Regions from separate parts of the Gossypium hirsutum genome. Here region 2 is linked to region 1. The links are chromatin contacts, called in public Hi-C maps. All regions are on one chromosome and are shown on one strand. Each heading gives the region's core, a stretch centred on a gene start, on an enhancer-like site or on the middle of the called end of the contact. The rest is flanking DNA. Distances are from core to core; before and after follow the strand shown. Region 1 holds the start of LOC107948986 (pentatricopeptide repeat-containing protein At1g73710). Region 2 has its middle 11 kb from the start of LOC121228458.

The links. Hi-C and Micro-C count contacts between places; a contact is called where the count stands out from the background.
Region 2: a contact with region 1 is called in a Hi-C map of leaf, with 2.0 times the contacts expected there. The contact joins the enhancer-like site here to the promoter of LOC107948986 in region 1. A contact is called at or near these places in 2 of 34 Hi-C or Micro-C datasets (hypocotyl and leaf).

The regions. Positions count from the first base shown.
Region 1 is chrA04:82,283,900-82,290,947 of Gossypium_hirsutum_v2.1, reverse strand. It overlaps LOC107948986 (pentatricopeptide repeat-containing protein At1g73710), which reads right to left and starts at 4,454. Exons shown (of 2, transcript XM_016883676.2): 1 at 4,177-4,454; 2 at 927-4,074. The coding sequence starts at 4,246. The coding sequence ends at 1,217. LOC107948985 (secretory carrier-associated membrane protein 1) reads right to left here. Exons shown (of 14, transcript XM_041111536.1): 13 at 6,897-7,029; 14 at 6,572-6,760. The coding sequence ends at 6,943.
Region 2 is chrA04:82,478,184-82,485,231 of Gossypium_hirsutum_v2.1, reverse strand. No RefSeq gene overlaps it. Among protein-coding and RNA genes, the nearest start is that of LOC121228458, 11 kb to the left of the region's middle. Within about 2 kb of position 2,946, at least 6 of the 9 cell types and tissues checked have an H3K27ac peak or open chromatin away from gene starts, as enhancers often do. A contact at or near this core is called in leaf, where this site is marked.

The sequences.
Region 1 (7,048 bases), core at 3,205-5,704:
CACATGTGATTTTGGCTTTAAATGGCAGTTAACCGGTATTCTATTTGGTTGATAGTCACCAATACATGTGTTCATGTTGATTTTGACATGAGCTCATTCCTTTCCTCACTCCTAACAAATGATTAAAACAAAACTTTGTTGAGGTAATTGAATCAAGTCTTACAATATTAATCCTTAACCTTTCAGATTATTTGATACACACGAGTTCTTAATTTGGATTAAGAAATGATCATGTTTTTTTGTTATTATCATTTTATTTAGGGTTAAATGATATGCTCTAAACTTGATAATTATTTTCATATTGGGATTTAAACTTTTTCTTGGTCCAGATTAGGCCCCAAATTTAGCAAATATTCCCATATTGGGAACTCAACTTTGTTTTTCTTCAAATTAATCTTTGAAAATCCTAAATTCAAACATTAATTTAGAAACAATTGTCAAGCTCTAATGTGGAAAAAATTATCAAATTCAGGTTTCAAAAAGTGATTTAACTCTTATCTAATAGTCAGATTTCCAGGGCAGGAATCGAACAAATGCTGTTTTTGCACTGTGTTCTTTGATATCATAGTAGTCGATTTGTTTCAAAATTTTGTGAAATATGTTGCTAAGTGGATAATGTTATAAAACTGAACATTCATCGAAAATTCTGCCACCTTAAGGAAAATTTTTTGTATATACACACAAAACACTGCACAAGAGCTGAGCTGGGTTGAGGCCGCCTTGGGCCATGACCATGTATGGCTGAAAATTCATTTCTGCCACTATTGCTTATTCCTTCGTACAAACATCTTTGAATGCCAATCACAATATTCCACAGCATCCAAGCATATATAAGTAGAGAAAAATATAGCAGCTATTACTTGATGCATTCATGGAGGCCCAAGCTCAACACCCAAATAGACTACCACAATAGAATTATGAACAACTTAGAAAAACATGCTTAATTTTGGTATAAATTGAAGCCACTATTTACATTCTACCTTCTTCAATCACTTTTGACTTCTATTATCTACACAACTAAATCTTGGAAGCTTTTTATGTTGCTGTCACTATACAGTATACACCCCATCAGAGACAGTTGAATACATTTGAATACGAGATTGGATTGTAAGATTCTAGAGAACATACCGTGCTCTTTCCTTCGGCCTTGGGCTCTCCAAATAATCTTTGCTTTTTGAACACAAATTTCATCTCTTGGTAAATATATATTTGAATTCTACGGGTCAAGAACAATGTCTTCGCTTCCGCTTTCGCCTTCAACCTCAGACTCTGAAAAATCTGGTCCTTCAAAAGCGAATTTCATCTCTTGGTTGACTAATTCGGCAAGGTCTGGCTTGTTAGCATCTTTGTATGCATCCATGACAGCCTTAAACAAGGATTCATTAGGCTCAATCTCTCCGTACTTTAGTTGGCTGTATATTCTCTTCACACCTTCCAACATACCAGCTTTCCCATAACAACTCACCAGATTAATGTAAGTAATAATGTCTGGCTCCAGACCATCATCCTTCATTTTCATGAATATGTTCAAAGCCTTGTCAATCTGCCCTGATGACCCGTAAGCATATATCATTGCATTGTACACAAAAGACTCGAGAGGTATTTCCGCTTTTATGATGGCGTCACAAGATTTGAGTGCATAAGCATGTAAACCTACTAAAGAAAAAACAGTAATGATAACAGCTTGTCTTGCATATGGTTTCCCTTCCTGGTATGATGATTCTAGTTGTGTTACGGCTTCAATCGGAATGCCTCCCTTCTTGAGTGACGTTAATAGTACATTAAAGGATCCCATGTCGGGTAAAATCTTTCGGTTAATCATTTCATGCAACAATTCACCACATCCACGCAACTGGCCATTAGTGACATAGCATGCCATCACCTTATTGTATGAAGAACAGTCCCTTAACAAACCAGACTGTTTCATCTCATCTGCAACATCAATCGCTTCGTCGAGCATACCCATGCTTTTGTACAAATACATCATAGCTGCAAACGAAAACCCATCCGCGCCACCATTTTCTTTCAGATTGTCAAAAATACATCTGGCTTCAGATACCATCCCTAGATCTGCGTAAAGATTAAGCATACTATTTGATGCAACAATATCTGGACCACCCTCTAGATCCTTAATCTTTTCGTAAGCACGTTTTGCTCCTTCCAAACACCCGACCTTGGTATAAGCCTTAATCAGTGAAGTTAGCACTATCTTGTTTGCTGATATACCAGATTCTTCCATCATGCGAAAATACTGAAGAGCTTCTTCAACACCACCAGTTTCAGCAAATCCATTGATTAAGGACCCAAAAACAATTTCGTTAGGCTTCACCCCTGCACTGATCATTTCTTGGTACACATCAACAGCATCAGAAAGCTGGCCAAGACGGGCATAGCATGCAATAAGAGAGGAATATGTTTGACACTTTGGTTTTAATCCTGCTGCTCGCATTTCACCTAAGAGGTCTCTTGCGTGATCCACTAAATCACCTCCAGAAAACATTTGAATTAGGGAATTATAAGTGCATTCGTCAGGCCAAGTCCCATGATTCCTCATGCTCTTGAAGAGAGAATAAGCTTTATCGTAAAGTTCCGCTTTGCCATAGGCTTTGACCATGACATTATACTCGAGAACACTTCTGTTCTGCCTCGGACTATCTCTTTTGCCATAAAATACAGCCTCAGCTTCAGACCAAAGCCCCCTTTCAGCATAAGCATCTATAATTGCAGCACTTGTCTTGGATGAAAGCTCATGATCCAAAATGAACTTTTCAAAAAGCATCTTCGCTCGGTCAAGCAGTCCTTCAGCAATATACATCTTTATAATTACAGGAAGAGACTGCTCATCAATGTCAATACCAAATTCCTCCATTTCTTCAATCACAGTCTCCGCTTCTTGAACCATATTCCTCTCGCACAATATATGAAGAACAGTTCTGTGAGTTACAATATCAGGGAAAAGACCTACTTTTCTGATTTTCCTATAATATTCCAGGGCTGCTTCAATATTTCCTGCACCAGCATACAAAGACAAAAAGATGTTATAAGTCTTCGTGTCAGGAGGTATTCCCCTTTCTTCCATCTTAGCAAGCAAGGATTCGGCCTCCAATAAATGACCATGACTTCCACATGTAAAGATCATAGTGTTAAAGGTGATCGTATCCATTGCCACACCGGATTTCAACATTTCAGCAAACACATCCGCCGCATCTTTGAGGCGACCTGCTTTTCCATACAAATCAATCAAAGTATTGTATGTAGACGTTAGTCGTGGCTTTCTCACAGAACTTTCTGTATCTGGTGAACCTGAAGTTCCCGAAACAGGACTTCTACCACCTGTCCTGAATAGCTCAGTGGACAGAAACTGCTTAAAGCTAATGGCTGAACCAGACCCATTGTCTAAAACAATCATCGAATCCAACTCGATATCATTCAAGTCCACCCTGCCAATGCACCAATCCTTATAAAACGTATCTGCCCTATCAAAATCCCCAGCATCCTTGAGAACCCTAACAACCGTATTCATGGTTACTTCGTCAGGGTAAAGTCCCCTAAGTCTCATATGCTTAATCCAGAGCAAAGCTTCTTTCACCATACCAGCCTTCCCATAAACATCAACAAGCATACCGTAAGTATTATTAGTAGGCAAGACACCGTTTTTCGCCATTTCAATCCAACAAAGCCTCAACTTATCCCATTTTTGAGCTCTCCCCAGCGCTCGAAGCACGATATTATAATGAATTACATTCGGCACATAATCTTTCAATGATTTGAAAAACTCAAAAACATGAATAAGCCTCTCACAGTTACTCTGTTCTTTGAGTACCACAGTCTGTTCTTTAGGACTCAAATTCTCACAAACCGAAGCGAGGGTTTTATCTAAATTCTTATCGGAATCCAAAGACCTAAGAATCGAAGGCAAAACACCTCCATACCTCTTCTTTTTGACATTACTCCAAGAGCTTCTAGCAGGCAAAAACAGGGTTTTGGAATGACAGTATAGCTTAAACTCTAGATGAAACCTAAATCCTCTTGAATTCAGCATCTGGGAATAAAAGTTTACGCTTGTACGTAGTCCTGGCTCAAGCAAATTTAGGTTATTAGAAAATCTTGAGTCATTGAATTTAAACCCGGTAAAAGCTCTAGCAACGCAAGGAAAATGGAGGGGAGGGAACTTACTGGGCAAAACCAAGATGTGAGGTCGGAAACTTTCACGACTCAATTCTCCTGAACTGTAACTCCGAATCATTTTGTGGGTATTGGGGGTTTTCCTTTGGGTGGGGTTTTCGTGGGGATTTAGGGTTTTAGGGTGAGTGCATTTGGTAGGGTTTTGGTGGTGCTCCGCTCAGCTGGACATTGGGTTTTTAGCATTTAAGGAGAATTGGATTTGGAGTTAGCACGTCAGCATTCGCCACAAAGGCATTAGAGTCGGTGTTAGGGTTGGTATTGATTCCGTTCAGTCGAATTTTTTAATTGTTTATATAATTTTTTATATTAATTTTCAGATTTATTATTTGACAAAATTTTAAAATGTTTTTATAAATATTTAAAAATTATTTTTAAATTATTTTCATTATTTTAAATATAAAATATTTATTTTTATACTATAAAAAATAAAATTAATTATATATTAAATAATTTTAAATTTATATTTCATAAATTATGTTTTGTTTTTTTTTGACAAACATAAATTATCTATATATCTTGATTCGGGTTGATTTTTGGTTTTGTAAATTTTTTTCTCTAGTGTTACCAAAGCGAAACCAACACTCAACAAGTTTACAAAAGCAAATGTATAAATTAAGTTAAGTCTATCAATATTTCATTAACAAATGATTGATCAATTTAATTTTACTTTAAATCGAATTATTTAAAATAATTAATTTAATAAAAAATGATAAATTGAATGTATGAATTAAGTTAGTTTGCACTGACTTTTGCTCAACTACAACAAATTTACAACCTTTTATTTAATTTTAAAATTATTATTACTAAAAAGTGCAACACATATTTTTATTTACATTAATGGAGGTTTGTTGTGTTTTTTTAGAGGTGTAAGGGGAATAAGGTGTCATTATGAGTATTCTTTCAAAATTGTTGCATATGGCAGTGATGCAAGGAGTTTTCAAGTTTCATCCTACATGTCTTAAGAGTTCATCTTACTCATCTTTCATTTGTTGATGATCTTATTCTTGCAAATGGCACAATTAATTTAGTTATTGGTATTTGGTGCATTCTTCAAGAGTTCTACTATTTTTCTGGTTTGCAACTTAATGTTTCTAAGACTGAGATCTTTGCTGCTGGTATGAGGATGATTTAGTAATTGTGCAAAGGGTCACTGGTTTTAAGTTGGGAAGGTTGCCTGTAAGCTATTTGGGTGTGCCTCGGGTTTCTAGGAAGCTGTCTATTAATGATTGTAATTCTCTTTTGGAGAAAATTCAGGCAAGAGTCAATGGTTAGGCGACTTGACATCTTAGCTATGCTGGTCGGTTGTAGCTTATCAAATCTGTAGTCTTCAACATTCAGGCTTTTTGGTGTAGACAATTCTTAATGCCTGCAGCTGTGCTAAGAAGAATTAATCAAATCTACACCAGATTCTTTTGAAAGGGGAAAGATTTTGCAGCTACTGGTGCTAGAATTTGCTGGTAGTCAATTTGCTTACTCAAGGCTGAAGGTGGCTTAGGATTGAGAAGCTTGGTTGACTGGAATAAGGCTTGCATTCTACAAAAAATCAAGGCCCGTCTTACCGAAGAGGTCCTCCTTTAGATTGCTTGGGTTCGGGCTTATGTTTTGAAGGGAGGGAGCTTTTGGGATGCTACTTGTAATTGATCTGCCAGTAGCTAGAATTGGAGAAGATTTCTTAAAGCTAAAAGACATTGTTGCTAGGTTGCCTGCTGGCAATATTGCTACTTTAAAGATTTTGGGGGAGATTCGAGTAAAAAATAATAAAGTTCCATGGCATTAGCTGATCCGGTTTGCCTTGCATATTCCAAAGCAGTCGATCATTGCTTGGATGGTTGTGTTAAATAGGCTTCCAACTAAAGATAAGCTTTCTTCTCAAGGTCTCAATGTTGATATGGTATGCTTATTGTGCAACAGGGCTGAGGAGTCTAGGGATCACATGTTATAATTATTATTGTCTATTCTAAGAAGATTTGGGGCTTTGCAACTTTGACAGGGTTGTTGGCCATTGGAGACAAGAGCTTTCATGGACTATTACGTGGTTTAAAGGCAAGTTTCGTATTGAAAGAGATTACACAGACGAAATTGATCAATAAAAAGAATACTATTAATATTTATCTTTGTACAAATTAGGAATTAGTTAAATTTTAATTGTATAGAATTATTATTCTTTTGTAAGACTGCTTTTGCACTCAAATAAATGAAATTCACTGACAAAAACCAAAAAAAAAAATCCACAAACATGTTATAATATTATTATGTCTCCCCATTTTTCTTTAATCACTGTAGTTTATAAAATGGGATTAAAAATTATTGTAACTCAACCTAACTCACAAACGACCTAATCGATCAAAACGATAATACATTGTGACTAAAATTTTTGCAATAATAATAATAAACAAGGGCAGCTTTTAATATTCTGTAAATAGTTCTGGAAGTACATAAGTATTGGGATAATTTAATACTTAGGCTCTAAATCGTATCCAGTGATATACAAATACAATCAATTTTATATCTCAATCAAACAAAATTAAATTATTTGGACGCCATTTGGAAAATCTTGGTGAAGGTTTGCTAACCCCTGATAAAACAAAGTGGCCCCCGTCAGCAAAAAACATTTCTGAACAGCAAATTAAATGAATAAGCAAAGAAAAGCCACCTATGAGGTAAGGGAGAAGAACAAAAAAACTTGTAGCCAAAAGCCCTAGTCCACCTACAATTTGTATCGCAAATACCCCCCATTTTCGATTACCACCTCCCGTCTCATAGTGCTGACATCATGGTTCTTCTTGTAGCCTCCCGCTTCATCTCAGCTGCTTTACCACTACCTCGGAAATACATATATACTTGCTGCAAATCCAAAAAAGAG
Region 2 (7,048 bases), core at 1,697-4,196, 200 kb before region 1:
GTCTATCTCATTGGTTTAATTTAATTGTTTTCCTAATTCATTTTCTGTAGCATTCTTAATAATTAGCTTAGTTATTTTTAGATTAAAAACAATTCCTTTAATTTATCGGCTAGATAATAGAAAAATAGTAAGTACTAGTACTTTTAGTCCTTGTGGATACAATATTCTCGACTCACCATAGCTATACTATTATTTGATAGGTGCACTTGCCTTTTTCATAATTTTAGTTAGTTTAGTGCCCATTAAAGTTGAGGTTCATATTGATGATGCAGATTAGGCTATGCTATTATTGTGCTCTTTACCCCTTTCATACAAGTCTTTCAGGGAGACCATGATTTATGGTAGAGACAAACTCTTGTTCGAAGATGTGAAGAGTCATTTGTTGAGTAGAGACAAACTCGACAATGAGTTTGGTTTGGATAGGAAGGCAGATAGGCAAGCTTTTGTTTTAGTAGCATCAAAGAAATGAGACAAAGGTGTTGCCATTGTAAAAAGTTAGGTCACGTCAAAGCAGATTGTTATAAACTGCGAAATAAAAAATCTGAGCTGGTGCTAATTTGGCTGATGAAAGTGGTGATGATTTCTTGTTAATGTCAAAGAGCGATAAATTCAAGCTCACGTCTGAGTGGATCCTACATTCGGGATGTTCTTTTCACATGTGTCCCAATAGAGAATGGTTCTCCACATATAGTTCAGTTGAAGGTGGAGTTGTGCACATGGGAAATGATTCATCTAGTAAGGTAATTGGTATTGGTACTGTTAAAATTAAAATACACGATGGAACGATTAGGACACTCTCAGATGTCAGGTATGTACCTGATTTACAAAAGAATCTCATCTCATTGAGTATTTTAGACTTTAAAGGATGCATAATCAACATCGAGTCGAGTGACATTAAAGTATCTCTTGGAGTTCTCATTTTGTTAAAAGGTAAAAGAACCATCAGTCTTTATATTCTGGAAGGATCTACAATAACCGGTGAAATCAGACGTCCCTTATCTGTTATGGAGTTGAAGTCAACTCGTTTGTAGTGGAGGCAACTTGGTCATAGGAGGGAAAAAAGTATGATCGTTTCGTTGAACAAAGGTTCTCTTTTGGATGCATGTTTTGAAAAGTTAAGGCACTATGTTCATGAAAATAAGACCCGAGTTAATTTTGATTTGGCAATATACAAGTCGAAGGCCAGAAGTCTTCTAGCTTCTAAGCATAGATTCGACTTAGTTAATCCTTGCATAGTTCAAGATAGGCCCGTGGCGGGTTTTGGCAAAGATGGCGTTGTAAGAATTTGTGTCAAAGTGGAGATTGTTAGAGTTGTGTAACCTAAATTCTAAGAGATTGTTTGCAAGTCAAGTTAAACAAAATATATTTTATTTCTAGAAGATTTAGTATTTATTAGTATAATATATTTAGCATTTATTAGCATAGCTTATTTGACCTACTAATTTAGCCTATAAATAGGTTCTTTTACAACCTTAGAAAATATGCCCATTAGAGATTAGAACTCATAACACATTTAGAGAATTTTGTGTTTACGTTTTGAGGGCTCTTTGTTTTTGAGTTTTTGGGGTTTAGTTTTTTATCTCTATATTTTTTACTCTTCGTTCTTTTGCCATTATAGTAAAATCATCTTTGCCCGTGGTTTTTTATCCTCTTTGGAGGGGTTTTTCCACGTTAAATTTGTGTGTTCAATTTTTCAATTTATTCCGCTATTTTTTTTACTTGTTGCTTAATCATGTCGATCCTAACATGGATGATTTGGATCTTCGAGAAGATGATGTGAGGAAAGATGTCATTGATGAAGTGCCTTCAATTAAGTTTTCGGACAGGGTTTATGGACTTACTAAAAAGAGCATGTCGAAGACACTAGTAGTCAAGTTGCTGGGAAGGAAAATTTGATATAACGCCTTATGGAACAGGGTGTGTGCCTTATGGAAACCAAAGATGAGATTTCAACTAATGAATATCAGTAACGACTATTATTTGGCAAAGCTTGAATCTGACTTGGACTACAATAATGTTGTTTCAAAGGGTCTATGGGTGATCTTCGGACATTATTTGACCATTCAGTCTTGGTCAACTCAATTTTCAACTCTTGAGGATTTTTCACAAAGTGTTGTGGCTTGGGTCCGTATTTTAGGGCTCTTTGGAGCTCTATATAAAAGGCCTACTGCAAGAGACTTGAAGTTTGATTGGAAAGGTGGTCAAAGTTGATTTCCAAACGGACAAAGGATCAAGGGGCCAGTTTGCAGGGTTTGTAGTGCTAATGAATCTGTCCAAACCTTTGGTTTCAAATATCAGAGTTGCGAGCAGACTTCATTGAATTGAGTATGATTCTCTTCCATCAATTTGCTTCCATTATGGGAGATTTGGACATTTGCAGGATATTTGTCCATATAGTTATCTGGAGAAGGGCATGAAAGGTGATGGGGAGAATCTTCATGGTAATAAATCACCAAATCAGCAAGGGGATAGTGTGGGTGTTCAAGAAATGGTGGAAAAAGAGGAATTCGACAAGTGGATGGTGGTTAATCTTTGACAACGGTGTTAGCAACGATAGGGAGTCACAAGTTCAGGACCAACTCAGGGAAATAATCAGGTTGGATCTCGGGTTAATGTACTTTCCAAAGTTGGAGAGGTGAATGATGGAATACATGCATCAGTTTCGGAATCCTTTCAATTTCAGAAATAGAGTAATGATTGTGGGATAGAGGCTGATTTTTTGGAATATAATAATGGGGATAGGATTAGTGAAGTTATAGTAAAAATATGAGACAAATTAGGGAAGGATACATCTGAAAATAAAAGCTCAAAAGAACAGGGGCTAAAAGTTGCAAACAAGCCTAGGAAACAAAAACAATTTTTAAATGGGCCATTGGATATGAAGTTAAGTATCCGAAAGGATGGGCCCAGTTCTGGTTTCAGGAGTAAGGATACTGGGTTAAAGTTTGGGCTGGGAAGGAGAAATGGAGGGAACTCAAATAGGCTTATGCTACTTGATCCCAAACACCACTCTCTACTGATTTTGAAAGAAAACAGAAGCCTACATGAAGGCTCTGCTGCTAATTTCAATGACAATTTGGGATTTACCAATTTAATTTCCCCAAATTAGTTTCCATTGTCATTGAAGAAGAAAATCTCAAAAGACATGCTGGAAATTGGTGATCACAGTAATGATCTACGCCAGCTTGGAATGAATTTACCGATTCTTTTAAAGCAAGCAATTAACAGGTTAGTGAGACGTTTGGAACTTGGAGAACAAAGTATGAGGAATCATTCGAGAAATTATCTGTTAGCTAAGCCAGGCCATATGGTGTTAGACCAAATTTTGGAAGTTCCTTGTGATAATGTTCAAGATGACGAGGCTGGTATAGTGGAGATGGGCGCCTCTTCAAACTTAATCTTCTGGTTCAGGTTTGGTTAATTTAGATTTTCCATGAAAGCTTATATAGTTGTGTGGAACTGCCAATGTGCAGGAAATCCAAAATTTCAAAAATTTTTAAAGGAATATTTACATGATTTTGATCCTAATGTGGTTGTTCTAGTTGAAACCAGAGTTAGTGGGTTTAAGGAAAAATGTGTTACTAAAAAGATTGGATTGCTAAATTCTCATAAAGTTGAAGCTAGTGGTTTCTTTGGGAGAGTTCGGATTTTGTGGAAGGGTATTGTTAATGTGATTGTGGAAGTTAATAATTTTCAATTCGTGCTCTTGAAAGTGAAATTTTTGGATTTGCATGATTGGGCTTTTTTTACTGGGATTTATAGGAGCCCTTGGTGGGTCTTGAGAAAGGATTTATGGGTTGCTTTTGGTTATATTGCCCAGAATGTTAAGGGTCATTAGATGTTAGCAGGTGATTTCAATGCACTGTTTAATGAAGATGAGAAGCAGTAAGGTTCAAGGAAAAATAATTGTACTTTCCCTTTCTTCCAACAATTTTATTTTGATTACAGTTTGAAGGATATTGGTTTTCAAGGTCCTAAGTTCACTTGGAATAGAGGTTTTTTGTTTGAATGCCTTGATTGTGCATTGTTCAATTAACAATGGGATAATTTGGTTCCTAACTCAACGGTTTATCACATTCATAAGATTAAATTCGATCATCATCCTTTAGCTATTCGTTTTGGTCAGTATAAGACTTTAAAAGCCCCTCACCCTTTTCATTTATTAAGTAGTTGACTTTTGATGATCATTTTATGAAACACTAAACTAGACTACAATCACGACTAAGGCAAACGCACCTATCAAATGATAGTATAGTTATGGTGAGTCCAGAATATCGTATTCACAAGGACTAAAAGTACTAGTATTAACTTTCTTTCTATTATTTAGCCTAAAATATAAGGGATTTGTTTTATTCTAAATTTAACTAAACTAATTAACTAACGAAGGCAATAGAGAGTGAAGAGAATAATTGAATAAACCAATAATAAAGACAATACCTAATGAAGAATCCACCTATACTTCACTTATTATTTAGATTCTGATTCTAATGATTTATTCACTTGTCTTGATCCGTAGAAATCCCTGAATTATGTTAATATCTCTTTCGAGACTAAGAACAACTAACTCTTGGTTGATTAATTGAAATCTCTTTCTAATTAAAAACTCTATCATCGCATTAACTCGATCTATGGATTCCCTTATTAGATTTGACTCTAATCCAACAGATTTATGTTGCCTTATTTCTAGGGTTGCATGTAACTCCGCTTAATTATGTGAGATCTACTCTTAAACAGGGACTTTTGCTCCACTAAATAAGCACATCAAACTTGGAATAATATCTTAAAAATATTAAGGCAAGAATTAATAACTCATAATTAAGAACAAGGACAAGTATTTATCATTAAATTCAGAACTTTAAATAACAAGATCCGTCTTAGGTTTCATCCTCCCTAGGTATTTAGGGAGTTTAGCTCATAATGTAGTAGGAAAAAATCTCAAAAATAGGAAAATAACAAAACATAAAGAAACCCAAAAACTTCGAGAGAAATTAAAGGGAGATCTTCAGTCTTGAAGGAGATCCTGCTTCTGAGCTAAATCCGTTGGCATTCTTCGAGTAATTCCTATGTTCTATTCTGCGTGTCCCTTAGATCCTCTCCTAGTCTGTTTAAATAGACTTTGGAATGCCCAAAATAGCCCAAAATTATCCTTTTCCGAGTAGAATTAAAATAACTCTCGACAGGGACATGGCCGTGTGGTACGCCCGTGTAATGGTGCTCAGGCCGTGTGCGATTTTGATATGGTTTAAAGTCGACACGGCCATGACACACGGGCATGTGAATTACCCGTGTGGAAGTGTCTAGGCCGTGTGAAGCATTAAAATAAACCCATTTTGTCCCTTTTTTGGCCTTTTTCTTGTACTTTTCGCTTTCCTATACTCATCTGGATATAAAACATGAAATTAAAGGATTAGGAGCATCAAATCCACTAAATCGTTTGATAAATCATCCAAAAATATGCCAAGCATGGGATTAAAATATGTTACTTTTGAGGTTTATCAAATATCCCCACACTTTAAGCATTTTCTTGTCGTCAAGCAAAATCCTCAACTCACAATGAACATTAATTCTTCTCAACTTATAATTCTTATCAATAATGTTTCAAAATAATTCACAAATAATCATACATTGAGAATTAAACTAAAAGAACATCAAAGTTTTAAACAATCCAAGTTGAGCATTTTAATCATAAAATCATAGGTATTTCCCTTTATCTAAATAATTACCTTTAATTCCAAATTGACAAGAGTTGACATCCTCACTAAAGATTCACTCAAATCACTCAAAGTGTTTAAAGTTCAACAATTAAGTACTAAATAGTCAAACATGAAAAGTTATTACCATAGGCTTGCATGAAAATCAAATCTCCGCCACTATAAATTAGATGATACATAAATCAAAAGGTCTTTTGCAATGTTGTAATGGGGCTTGGTTTAAAAGTGTGGATAAATGCTGAAAAAAAGAGGGTTAGAATCAAGATCAATTTAATAAATTACCAAACTTAGAAAAATAAAGCTAATTACTGTATTACAAACAAATGCCAAAATTAAAACTATCTAAAACTAATGAAGTGAGCTTTTTCTCAAAATAGTAACTTTAACTTATCCAAGCTCATTATGAAAGAATAACAATATGTAATTACATGAATATATAAATATATGTTTTTTTTATTAAGAATAAGAACAAAAAGTACATAATAAGAAATAATTCAGCAACTGAAATGAACGAACATAGTTAGGTAACTAATCAAATCAAATCTCGATAAAAAGGGAGTCAATAAAAGGGAGAAATTCTTGACGAATCAACAAGGGTTAAGTTGTGGGTTATCATTAAAGGGAAATCAACCTCAGGTTCTATACGAATACAATCTCAGGTTCTATATGAACTTACAAAAGCTTTAAAGTTAACCTCAGGTCAAATTAGGATTGAATTGTAAAATTTTCACAACACATGGTCAACGTCATGATGTCGCCAAACAGTTTGTCACGTTGTAACACCCCTAACCCATATCCATCACCGGATTAGGGTTACGAGGCATTACCGACTGTCGTAACCATTTTTTAGGAAAATCGGGAATCGACTTGGATTTTAAAAATGAAAGAACGGGAGTCGCCACCGATCCTTTTTGACGAGGTGTGATCGGGTCACGTCGTAAAAGTGGTTGTTTTTAATAAATAGCTTGATTTATTTAAACAACAATTTTGGTCTACGCAAATCAAGAAAACAGGTTCGGGAGTCGGTTACGCACGAGGAAGGATTAGCATCCTCGATACGCCCAAAATTGGTACCTAGTTGATTAATTAGTGTCTTAGTGTCGAAAATTGAAATCTTGGAAGGCTTTTGAAATACGATCCCTCTTTGTAAAGAAAATGCTCAAATATTAAAGACCTTCCCGTCTCAAAATATGAAATGTCACATCCAGTGAGTTAGGACACAACATCTTGTATTTTCGAGAGCGAGCTTGCCTTTTATAAAATCTGTGTATTTTATTAAAAGGGTATTTGATTATTTAGAATAAACGAGAGAAGTCGAAACCCAGTAAATTAGGGCA